Regions from separate parts of the Mus musculus genome. Here region 2 is linked to region 1. The links are chromatin contacts, called in public HiChIP or PLAC-seq maps. All regions are on one chromosome and are shown on one strand. The core of a region is the stretch at or near the end of the contact, and the rest is flanking DNA. Distances in the headings are between cores, read along the strand shown. Region 1 overlaps Cat (catalase). Region 2 holds the start of Caprin1 (cell cycle associated protein 1).

What was found. HiChIP or PLAC-seq counts read pairs in DNA pulled down with a chosen protein or histone mark.
Region 2: a contact with region 1 is called in an H3K27ac HiChIP or PLAC-seq map of oligodendrocyte precursor cells, with 4 times the contacts expected there. The contact joins the promoter of Caprin1 here to the enhancer-like site in region 1. A contact is called at or near these places in 1 of 484 Hi-C or Micro-C datasets (CD4 T cells), 19 of 115 datasets of contacts at active chromatin or transcription factors (the 230-238 cell line, the SCID.adh cell line, T-cell acute lymphoblastic leukemia and 13 more) and 3 of 9 other capture datasets (adipose tissue, liver and pancreatic islet).

The regions. Positions count from the first base shown.
Region 1 is chr2:103,459,393-103,464,214 of GRCm38.p6, reverse strand. Cat (catalase) reads left to right here. Exons shown (of 13, transcript NM_009804.2): 9 at 790-928; 10 at 3,843-3,973. Among named protein-coding and RNA genes, the nearest start is that of Cat, 23 kb to the left of the region's middle. Within about 2 kb of position 2,839, at least 55 of the 459 cell types and tissues checked have an H3K27ac peak or open chromatin away from gene starts, as enhancers often do. A contact at or near this core is called in T-cell acute lymphoblastic leukemia, double positive thymocytes, embryonic limb bud and 3 more, where this site is marked.
Region 2 is chr2:103,794,799-103,799,620 of GRCm38.p6, reverse strand. Caprin1 (cell cycle associated protein 1) reads left to right here and starts at 1,981. Exons shown (of 19, transcript NM_016739.3): 1 at 1,981-2,158; 2 at 2,681-2,890. The coding sequence starts at 2,681.

The DNA.
Region 1 (4,822 bases), core at 1,590-4,089:
CCCTCTCACAGTCTCCTTTCCATTTTTTTAAGCCTTGGTTTTTTTGTTGTTTTGACATCTCTAATTAGGAATAAGAATGCTGTGTAGGAGTCAGGGCGCTAACGAAGGCAGTGGAAGAAGAATTGCTCAGAGTAATAGTGAGAAGAGCTCAGCGATTGGACAGCGAGGCCAGGGCAGAGCAAATCTGAGTGTTTTTTTTACTAAAAGGAATGTCACGATGGTTGTCATCCTGCCTTGGGAATAATTTGCATCCTGGTTAGCCTCGGAGTCATTACCTGTGGCTGTGGAGGGCCAGTGGTTCCAACCACACCTTTCTCTCCGTGCTTGTTAGTAAATCTCAGAATACAGTGTCTAATTCCCCATACTGTGTGGGAGGCGCTGCTTCTTTGAACAATTTCCATACAGCTGCCTTTGGAGAATGGCGCTGTTTTAAGAGCAAGGGCTCAATTCTTCCCTTGGAGTAGAGGGCTGGGGAGATGGAGAAATACTTCAGGATTCTGTTGAGGTGAAATGTGAAATACCATGCCAAGGTAATGCTGCGTCCTGGGGGGTGGGTAGGCATCGTTGTCTAGGACAGACGTGAGGTGAGTGTTGGCCGCATGGCAGGGGTGGTTAGGGACGACGACTTTAGGGAGAATGCACTTTCTAAGTAGGAAGAGGCTTGACTCTGCCAAGCAAAGCTAGGCAGGGTTATGCAGTACTCATGGACTTTAAATTTTAGAATGATGCTTATAGCTTCATTCCTGTTTCGTAACTGAGTATCCTAATGTCTGTTATGTATTACTGTAGGGCCGCCTTTTTGCCTACCCGGACACTCACCGCCACCGCCTGGGACCCAACTATCTGCAGATACCTGTGAACTGTCCCTACCGCGCTCGAGTGGCCAACTACCAGCGTGATGGCCCCATGTGCATGCATGACAACCAGGGTAGGCCTGGATATATTTGAGTCCTTCCCTGTAAAGGCAGAGAGCATGAGGACTGGGTGGGCCAGGATGCTAGGCCAGTGGTTCTCAAACCGTGAGACCTCCTGTGCTGTGACATGCTCTATAGGCGCTGCCAGCCACCCAGATCTCTTCTGTTATGAAGTTTTGAGCTGCCCGTGGTCTCTCCTGGTTTCTATCCATTTTATACACATCCCAGAGAGTTCCCTCCTCCAGTTGCCCTTGGTATCTGTCTGAAGCGAAAGGCTAGGTGGAAGCTCTACTACCACAATGGCTGCTGTGGAGTGTGTCCAACCTAAGCTACAGAATGCACAGTTCCTCAGGTCACTCTTACCCTTCTGAGACCTTGGAAACGCAGAGGCACAAAGTCCACGCCTCTGCCTGTAGTTCTGGTGAAACTGGGGCACCAACTCTGACTGGAATTTGGAAGGGGGCGGGGAGGGGAGAGAGAGAGAGAGAGAGAGAGAGAGAGAGAGAGAGAGAGAGAATGAATTTCAAGGGCTGTGCTCTTCTTCCATGTCTGTTGCCCAAGTTGACTTTACCTAAGTAAGCTACCGAGATGACATTCTCCTGCATTTGAGTGCTTTGAGGGTTCATTTGTCAAGTGCGTGGCTTTCCCATCTTAATTACCTTCTTGATGCCAATGCACCGAAAGCCTCAGGTCTTAGTTCTGGATAGCCAAGCAGAGTGCTTGGTTGATGTGTCTTCTTTTAATATTCGAGTTTAATGAATATCTTGGTTTTTTAATTTCATGCTGGGAGCCTGTGCTTAAGTTAATAGCTGCAGAAGTCGGTCTCTGAAGAAGTTTGACCAGTGAAGTCTATTTGAAACAGTAGCTATCTGTACAAAAATCAAACATATCGTATACTAGAGGGTACACCTCCAATAACAAAGAATATGTGTACTCTAAAGGCAACTTGGGATATAGAGGACAAACACCCATGTAATAGTTCTAACACCCAGAGGCCAGGCCAATCGCATCTTTCAGTATTTCTTGCAGTGCTCCTTCAGGCGCCATTTTTACACATTTAGTTGCTTTGCACATGCTTTTTGTGCTCTGCTGTCCTGTCCTTAACTCCCAGGCCTCCCTGGCGTTTACTGACTGCGCATGCTTTCTGCCAAACTCCACTGAGTAGGTCTAGTATTTCTGCTCCCTTAAGACTCTGGAGGCATGGGCCTGAGTCGTCGTAGTTGACACTTCCTGTGTCTAAATCTTGCCTTTCCGGTCTTCGAGACTTTGATGTTTTTTTCCTTCTTTTGTGGCCTTTTTGTTATTGCAGCTGTGCCTGGCACCGACAGATGTCCCTGTTTCTCTTGAGCTTAGTTTATAGTTAATTAGTTCGTGTTTACATCCCGCTGGCACACTTGTGAGAAAGTTGCTCTGGGGTTGACGCTGAAGTCCTCTGCTTGATTTTAGAGCACGTTTGTGCTGTGCTCTGGAAATTCTCATGAAAGAGCTTAATTGTTTCCAGTTGCCAGAGCCTCCAAGACAACTCCCACTCTTGGGTAAAGGTCAGGATGTATTTGAAAATAGAATTAAAAACCTCTCAAAGGGTGAATTCCTAGTGAAGAAATATTGTGGTGGTTAGCTGTTGAAGTCTTTCCTTGCCGTAGCGACACAGCTACCCCAAGGCTACGTTCTGAAATGAGTAACCGATCGCCATAATGGTATATGGCCTTTTTTTTTTCTGCCCTGCATGCACCCTTGGTGCCTTGGTCACTGTGTTAGGTGGCATCTCCTAATTATCCATAGTGGAAAATCTGTCCTGTCGGAGAGCCACGAAGCATTCCAGTCACAGGCTGCTTCCTGTGAGCCACTCCTTAGCCTAGGCAGCGTTCTGTACGGGCAGTGTGAGCTCCCATAGTCAAGTTTCTGCTGATACCAGCCAAAGCGGCAGCGTGCCATGTGGAAAGTAAATATACCACAACAAGGGGCCAGTGAGGTAGCTCAGAGGGCTCAGGGAACCTGCTGCAAGCTCAAAGATCTGAGTTCACTCTCAGGGACCCACATGGTGGATGGAGGGAGAGAGTTGACTCTCACAAGCAGCTCTTTGACGTCCGTACGGGTTTTGTGGTATAAGTAAACCTGCACATGCACAGTAAATAAAAGTTAATAAAAAAATGCCAAGCTGAGAAAAAGAAAAGCTTTATTTTTTTAATCTCAGAATCATGAAGGATGTATAATTATATCTGCCAGTATTTTGTCCAAAAAAATTAAGATAAATGAAAGCTAGCATATTACAAATACAGATTTATTTTTTAACTTTTCCAAGTGGGGAAAGTAAAAATAGAATTGAGGGGAACATTAGAATAAGCTAAGGAGAGATGTTCCAAAGCCTTAAAGGCATGCGAGGAAGAGTTTTGTCGAGTTTCCTCATTGAAACAGACAGAAGTGCAGGCTTCTAGCCCTGCCCCACCAACAATGCACCAGCTATGAACATCTCAGAGCTTCAGATTTGGCCAGGGAATGAGGGGATAGAACTAGGTTGCTCTGTACAGTTGAGTCAACGATTAGATGGAGCCTACATCCAAATGAGACGATCAGATCCCCCGGTGTCTCTGGGCCTGATCTCAGAGACAACTACGTCACATCTTTGAAGAAACTTCCTGGTGCAGGTAAGCACCAGGCGGTGTTATAGACAAGGACCTCTGAAGTGTTGACTGGCATTTGAGATCTCTTTACTCAGGCAGCCCACACGTGCCTGTGGGCAGGGCAGTGTCCCCGAGCCTGTAGTTAGACCTGAGGAGAGAGAATCATTTCCCAGCATGTGATGTGTTTACATCGGTGCCTGATGTATGTGTGTTTGATTACTGCTGTGGGCCTCTCCTTCCCAGATTGATGACTCACTAAGGATGACTAAGATGACATCTCTAAGGATGTCTCTGCTTCTTTTCAAAGGTGGTGCCCCCAACTATTACCCCAACAGCTTCAGCGCACCAGAGCAGCAGCGCTCAGCCCTGGAGCACAGCGTCCAGTGCGCTGTAGATGTGAAACGCTTCAACAGTGCTAATGAAGACAATGTCACTCAGGTAATGGCTTTCTGGGCTCCTCCTGGGAGCTTGGCTGTTTTTCTTGTCAGACCTCATTAACGAGTGCCATTAGTCTCATTATATAGCTCTGCTGGCCTATATAGACCAGGCTGGCCTTGACTCCTATGTGCCCTCCTTGCTTCTCTCTCTCAAGTTCTGGGACTAAAGGCGCATGCCATCACATCGGACTTACTGGCCACTTCTTAAGGTGTCTGTCTTACTTAGGGTTTTACTGCTGTGAACAGACACCATGACCAAGGCAAGTCTTACATATGACAACATTTAATTGGGGCTGGCTTACAGGTTCAGAGGTTCAGTCCATTATCACCAAGGCAGGAGCTGACAGCGTCCAGGCAGGCATGGTGCAGGCTGAGCTGAGAATTCTATATCTTCATCTGAAGGCTGCTAGCAGAATACTGGCTTCCCAGCAGCTAGGATGAGTCTTAAAGCCCACACCCACAGTGACACACCCACTCCAAGAAGGCCACACCTTCTAATAGTGCCACTCCCTGGGCCGAGCATACACAAACCATCACAGTGTCTAATGCACCTTGAATTGAATCCAAAGAAGACTTAGCTCTAACAAATCAGTCTCTATTGGCTAGAGCCAAAGAGCTGTCTGGCTACTCTGTCCATTTCACATATCAGGACTCGTTCTCAGCCCCCACCCCCAGCCTTTATTGAAATGATTGGGCGATGCTGGGGACAGTGATCTCCTGGGAATTTAAGAAATGAGCAAGTCTATTGGCAGAGGAACTCAGTTTCCAGGGACTAGACCTGGCGATCCGAGACGGCCACTGACGACCAGGAAAATGGTACTTTGCTAGCCTTACACAGACAGGGCCTTGG
Region 2 (4,822 bases), core at 732-3,231, 340 kb before region 1:
TGTACTACAGTGGGCTGGCTCATTCCCACAGTCTGTTCCTTGGTCTCTCGGCTTCTGGTTTTATTTTAGCCTCTCATCTCTAGTACACATTTCTTGACAACTCTTTATACAGCAGTAAGGGTGGTTTTAAAAATTTACTTTTTGGCTTTCTGAGACTGGGTTTCTCTGTGTAATAGCCCTGGCTGTCCTGGAACTCTCTGGGTAGACCAGGCTGGCCTCAAACTCAGAGATCCACCTGCCTCCCCAGTGCTGGGATTAAAGGCCTGCACTGCCATGACAGTAAGAGTGATTTAAACCACATTTGATGAAATTAACATTCCCTATGTCACTCAGCAAATATCGAAGCCAGGCCCCTTTATGGCTTTCTTTTTTATTTTTGGTTTTTCGAGACAGGGTTTCTCTGTGCAGCCCTGGCTGTCCTGGAACTTACTCTGTAGACCAGGTTGGCCTTGAATTCAGAATATCTGCCTGCCTCTGCCTCCCAAGTGCTGGGATTAAAGGTGTGCGCCACCACTGCCCGGCTTATGGCTTTCTTTCTTACTCTTTCTAGCCACTGTGAAACACATTAAGGTTTTGCCATATTCTCCTATGTCACTCTTGTTCAGTCTGGAACTTACTAGGTAGACTAGGCTAGTCTAGTAGTCTTGAGCTTAAGAGGCCTGCCTGTCTCTGCCTCTCCAGTGCTTGGATTAAAGGCAGGAGCACTAACCAAGCTCCTCTCAGATCTTGCTCAATGGTGTTTCTTTTACTAGAAAGGTCCTCCTCTAAGCTCTCTTTGCTTCCTCCAGTCCTGGCTCAGAAGTACCCAGGAAGGTTTTCATTCCCCATCACCTTTTTTTCTTCCTTTGGTTTGTTATTTTTGTGCATACCTCCCAATACAAACACTGTGAAAAAAAAAAAGCTGTTTTGTTCACCATCTCTAGCACTGCAGATTTCCTAGCATGCCATAAGGTGCTCGATAAATACTTAAAAGCACAGATTACAGACTTTACAGTTAAGTGGAGTGAGTATCTCAAGGCCACGGGGTGCTGCTGTTTCTCCAGGCTCCCTCAGGATATACTGGTGCCAGCCAGTGTTAGTCATTTTAATTCTTTGATAGAACCCTCTTCTAAATTTCCTTTTCATGGATTTTAAATTATAAATTGGTCATTTACTGCTCTCATACATCATGTTGCTGAATTTTCCACGGATCATATTCCTTTTAGTACCTTTCTCTAGATCACTCATTTTTTCCTTTTACTCGTTATCCACCCTCTTTGACCACCCCCCCGCCCCCCAAATAATTCTCCTGGACAAAAAAGTGCCCCCCTCGCACCCCCTCCCGGCATCTTGCATAGTCTTTAAAGTTTTGGGTAAAATCTTAAACAAATCGGGTAAAGATAAGTAATTCCTGATAGGGCGTACTTATCTATCTCAGGGTAGGAGAAGACGGGTTTTTAACATGACTGGGGTAATTAAGGAGATCAAAAAGCCATGAAGGATGTTCATTCTCCATGCCTAGGTTATTGTATAATTATTATGTGGCAAGTTGCCTTTTCTCAGACCTTTTAGGGTGAGTTTGCATGCTCTCCATACAGAAGGAATTCTAGAAGCTGGGATTGCACCACCCACCCCACGCACCCCTTACTTGCAGAAACCTTTGCCCCTCCAACCCCCACTCCCACCAAATAAGGGCTCTACAAGGGGCAGTCCTCAGCTCCAGAGCCTGAGGCTTGACACCCATTGTCCCCGTTAGGATGTCAAGAGATTTCGCCTGAAGGACCCCAGCTTAGGTTTCACTCAAAACTCAAGGATCTGGGATAACGGTCTCCGTGAGGGTACTTTCCAGATATGCAAAGGGACAGGAACCTGGCGCCGAGGACACGGCCCGACGGGAGGCGCGGTCCGGTGACCTTTTTTCGACAGGCATTCCAGTCGGGCAGCCTCACCGGCTTGAAGGCCCTCGCTCCCTATTGCTCCCGCCCCCCCTCGTTGCAGAGCGCTGGCTGGCTAAGTCCCTCCCGCGCCGGCTCTTGTCCCACTAGGAGCAGCTCAGAGCCGCGGGGACAGGGCGAAGCGGCCTGCGCCCACGGAGCGCACGTCTCTGTTCTCAACGCAGCACCACCCTTGCCCCCCTCGGCTGCCCACTCCAGACGTCCAGCGGCTCCGCGCGCGCACGGTGAGCGCCATCCCGGATCAAAGGCGCCGAAGGGGAAGAAGGCCGCTGTACCTGGGTGTCCTTTTTACCTTCGGAGCGGTCCGAGCGGCTGGGAGGGCTCGCTCAGGGCCTCCCCACCCCCACCCCCAACCCGGTCACTCCAAGTGCCCTTCTCCACCCCTGGCCCTGACCTTTGTCCCTCTCGTTCTCGCAAGGCAACGGGTGCCACTTGCCCCGATGGGGACCGTTGCCCTGGCGGTTGACGGCGGCCGTGCCAGGCCCCGCCCCCGGCGCGAGCTTGGTGCCCCGGGGAGGGGGGAGGGGCGGGCGGCCCGGCGCCCCGCTGGCGGGTCGCGCGCGTGCCCGTGGGCCCCTTCCTGCCGGCGGCGCGCGCCGCCCCCTCCCCCCACCGCGCGCGCGCGTAGCCGCCTGCCCGCCCGCCCGCTGCGCGTTTTGTCCCGCGTCTCTCCCCGTCCGTCTCCTGACTTGCTGGTCTTGTCCTTCCCTCCCGCTTTTTTCCTCTCCTCTCTTCTCGGTCTAAAGATGCCCTCGGCCACCAGCCACAGCGGAAGCGGCAGCAAATCGTCGGGACCGCCGCCGCCGTCCGGTTCCTCCGGGAGTGAGGCGGCGGCCGGGGCAGCTGCGCCGGCTTCTCAGCATCCGGCAACCGGCACCGGCGCCGTCCAGACCGAGGCCATGAAGCAGATTCTCGGCGTAATCGACAAGAAACTTCGGAACCTGGAGAAGAAAAAGGTGCGAGGAGTTAGTGGAGAGGGAGGGCTCGTGGCTCCAGCCCTACACCGGTCCCGGCGGTGGATGGTGCTCCTTGCCCAGAAAACGGGCGCCTCGGGGAGGTGCCTGTCACCTGACCCCAACGCGGCGCTGCCTCTAGGCCTCGGTTACTCACATCAGGCTGAGCGGGGCCTTTCCGCCTGGTGACCGGTTGCTTGGGTGGTGGGCCCGTTGCTGGGTATGCTCCCAAACTGAGGCCTGACTTTTGAAGGAGGCCAAGGGGAAGAAACAGTGTGCCCGGCCCGATTGCTCGTGGAGTTGAGCGGTCCATGCCTTGTAACTGTGGCGTTTGCCTTTGGTACCTAGGCTGGGGGCTGGTGGAATGGCTCTCTTCCCAAGAAAAGATATGTGTCTAGACCTGAACTAGGGTTGCAGTCCCGTCAAGTCCTAGTTAAGCGGGCCTTTGCTTGGGTACCCCCGCCCCCTTCCGATGGGCTCCCTACGTTTCCCCCTTTGTTTCGATTGTCTGGGTGCTTGGAACCTCACGCCCAGCCTAGTCACGAGGTAGTTTTTAAATGAGTGTTTTTTGTTGTTGTTTTTTGCCATGACCTTTTCTTTTTAATTTATTATTTTTTACCGCTTCAGCATTCTAAAGGGTCAGGGAGATTTCCTTGATCTTTCGGAGGTGGATCTAGTTTAGACTGGAGACTGCCTCTGGGTCTCTGGGCACATGGAGTGTCTAACATGGCGGCGGCTGCGGGAGAGGGAAGCGCTGTACAGGAGCTGCATTGTGAGCACAAAGCGAAAGCAGAGGGGGAGGGCAGAGACCAGGCAGCAGCCCCGCCTAGCCCCCCCTCCCAAAAAGTCGAGCCACACCCACACTGTTTTGGCTTTAATATTTAGCCATTCTGGACCATACTGTTAGATTACTTAAACCGGCTTTTTTGTTTTATGCGTTTAGTGTAGGACCGTATACCAACACAGTTTAGAGGAAGAGTCTGGGTAGAAGTAAATTTCTACCCTGATTAAGAAAAGTAGTGGAAAGGGACAAACATGGGGTGGTAGAGTGAAAATGGAGGCAATTTACCTGGAACTGTTATTCTAACTTGCCCTTTTACATTAAGTATAATGTAACTTTTGATAACTTATGCCTGCCGGGGCATATTTTAAAATTTTGAAAAATTCCCATGAAGATGTTTAGTTAGTTGTTTAACTAGTTAGAGGAGATTAGTGAGATAGGATATTGGCTAAAAATCTGAGCTGTAGGAGGTAAGTTGGAAAAATCCAGGCTATTTACATCTTAATCTTGTGGTTTATCTGCTGATTTCCCATTTTTAGTAGTGAGTTTGAAACATTCACCTTTGTACTTTTTCTGTTTCAGTGTTGAAGAGTGGCCATATTACTAAAACTTCCCAGACTTTATTTGAAATTGTGAATATACATGAACAAGATATGAAACTTTAGCTATTTTGATAAGAAATTTTAATGTATTAAATTATTAAATAGTGAAAAGAGGAAATATTAAAATAGTGAAAGCACTGTAAGCTACATTCAAATATGGAATTTCATGCCAGCATTTCCTTTTTTTTTCTTTTTTTTCTTTTTGAGACAGGGTTTCTCTGTGTACCCCTGGCTGTCCTGGAACTCACTCTGAAGACCAGGCTGGCGCCTCTAACTCAGAAATCCTCCTGCCTCTGCCTCCCAAGTGCTGGGACTAAAGGCTTGCGCCACCACACCCTGCTAGCATTTTCTGATACTTGCGTGTGTTTGGTACCCTGTGTGAAATTGAGTTTAACTTGGGTATCTTTAAATTTTCCTAATGCAATAAAGCAGTGTTGTTAGGCTGTTGCTCCAAACGGTTTAATTTTTGGAATTTCTGGGAACTCAGTTTCTTGTAGAATAGGATCCGACATGAGCTTTAATGATTTGAGGTATCAATGTTAGTGGTTGCAA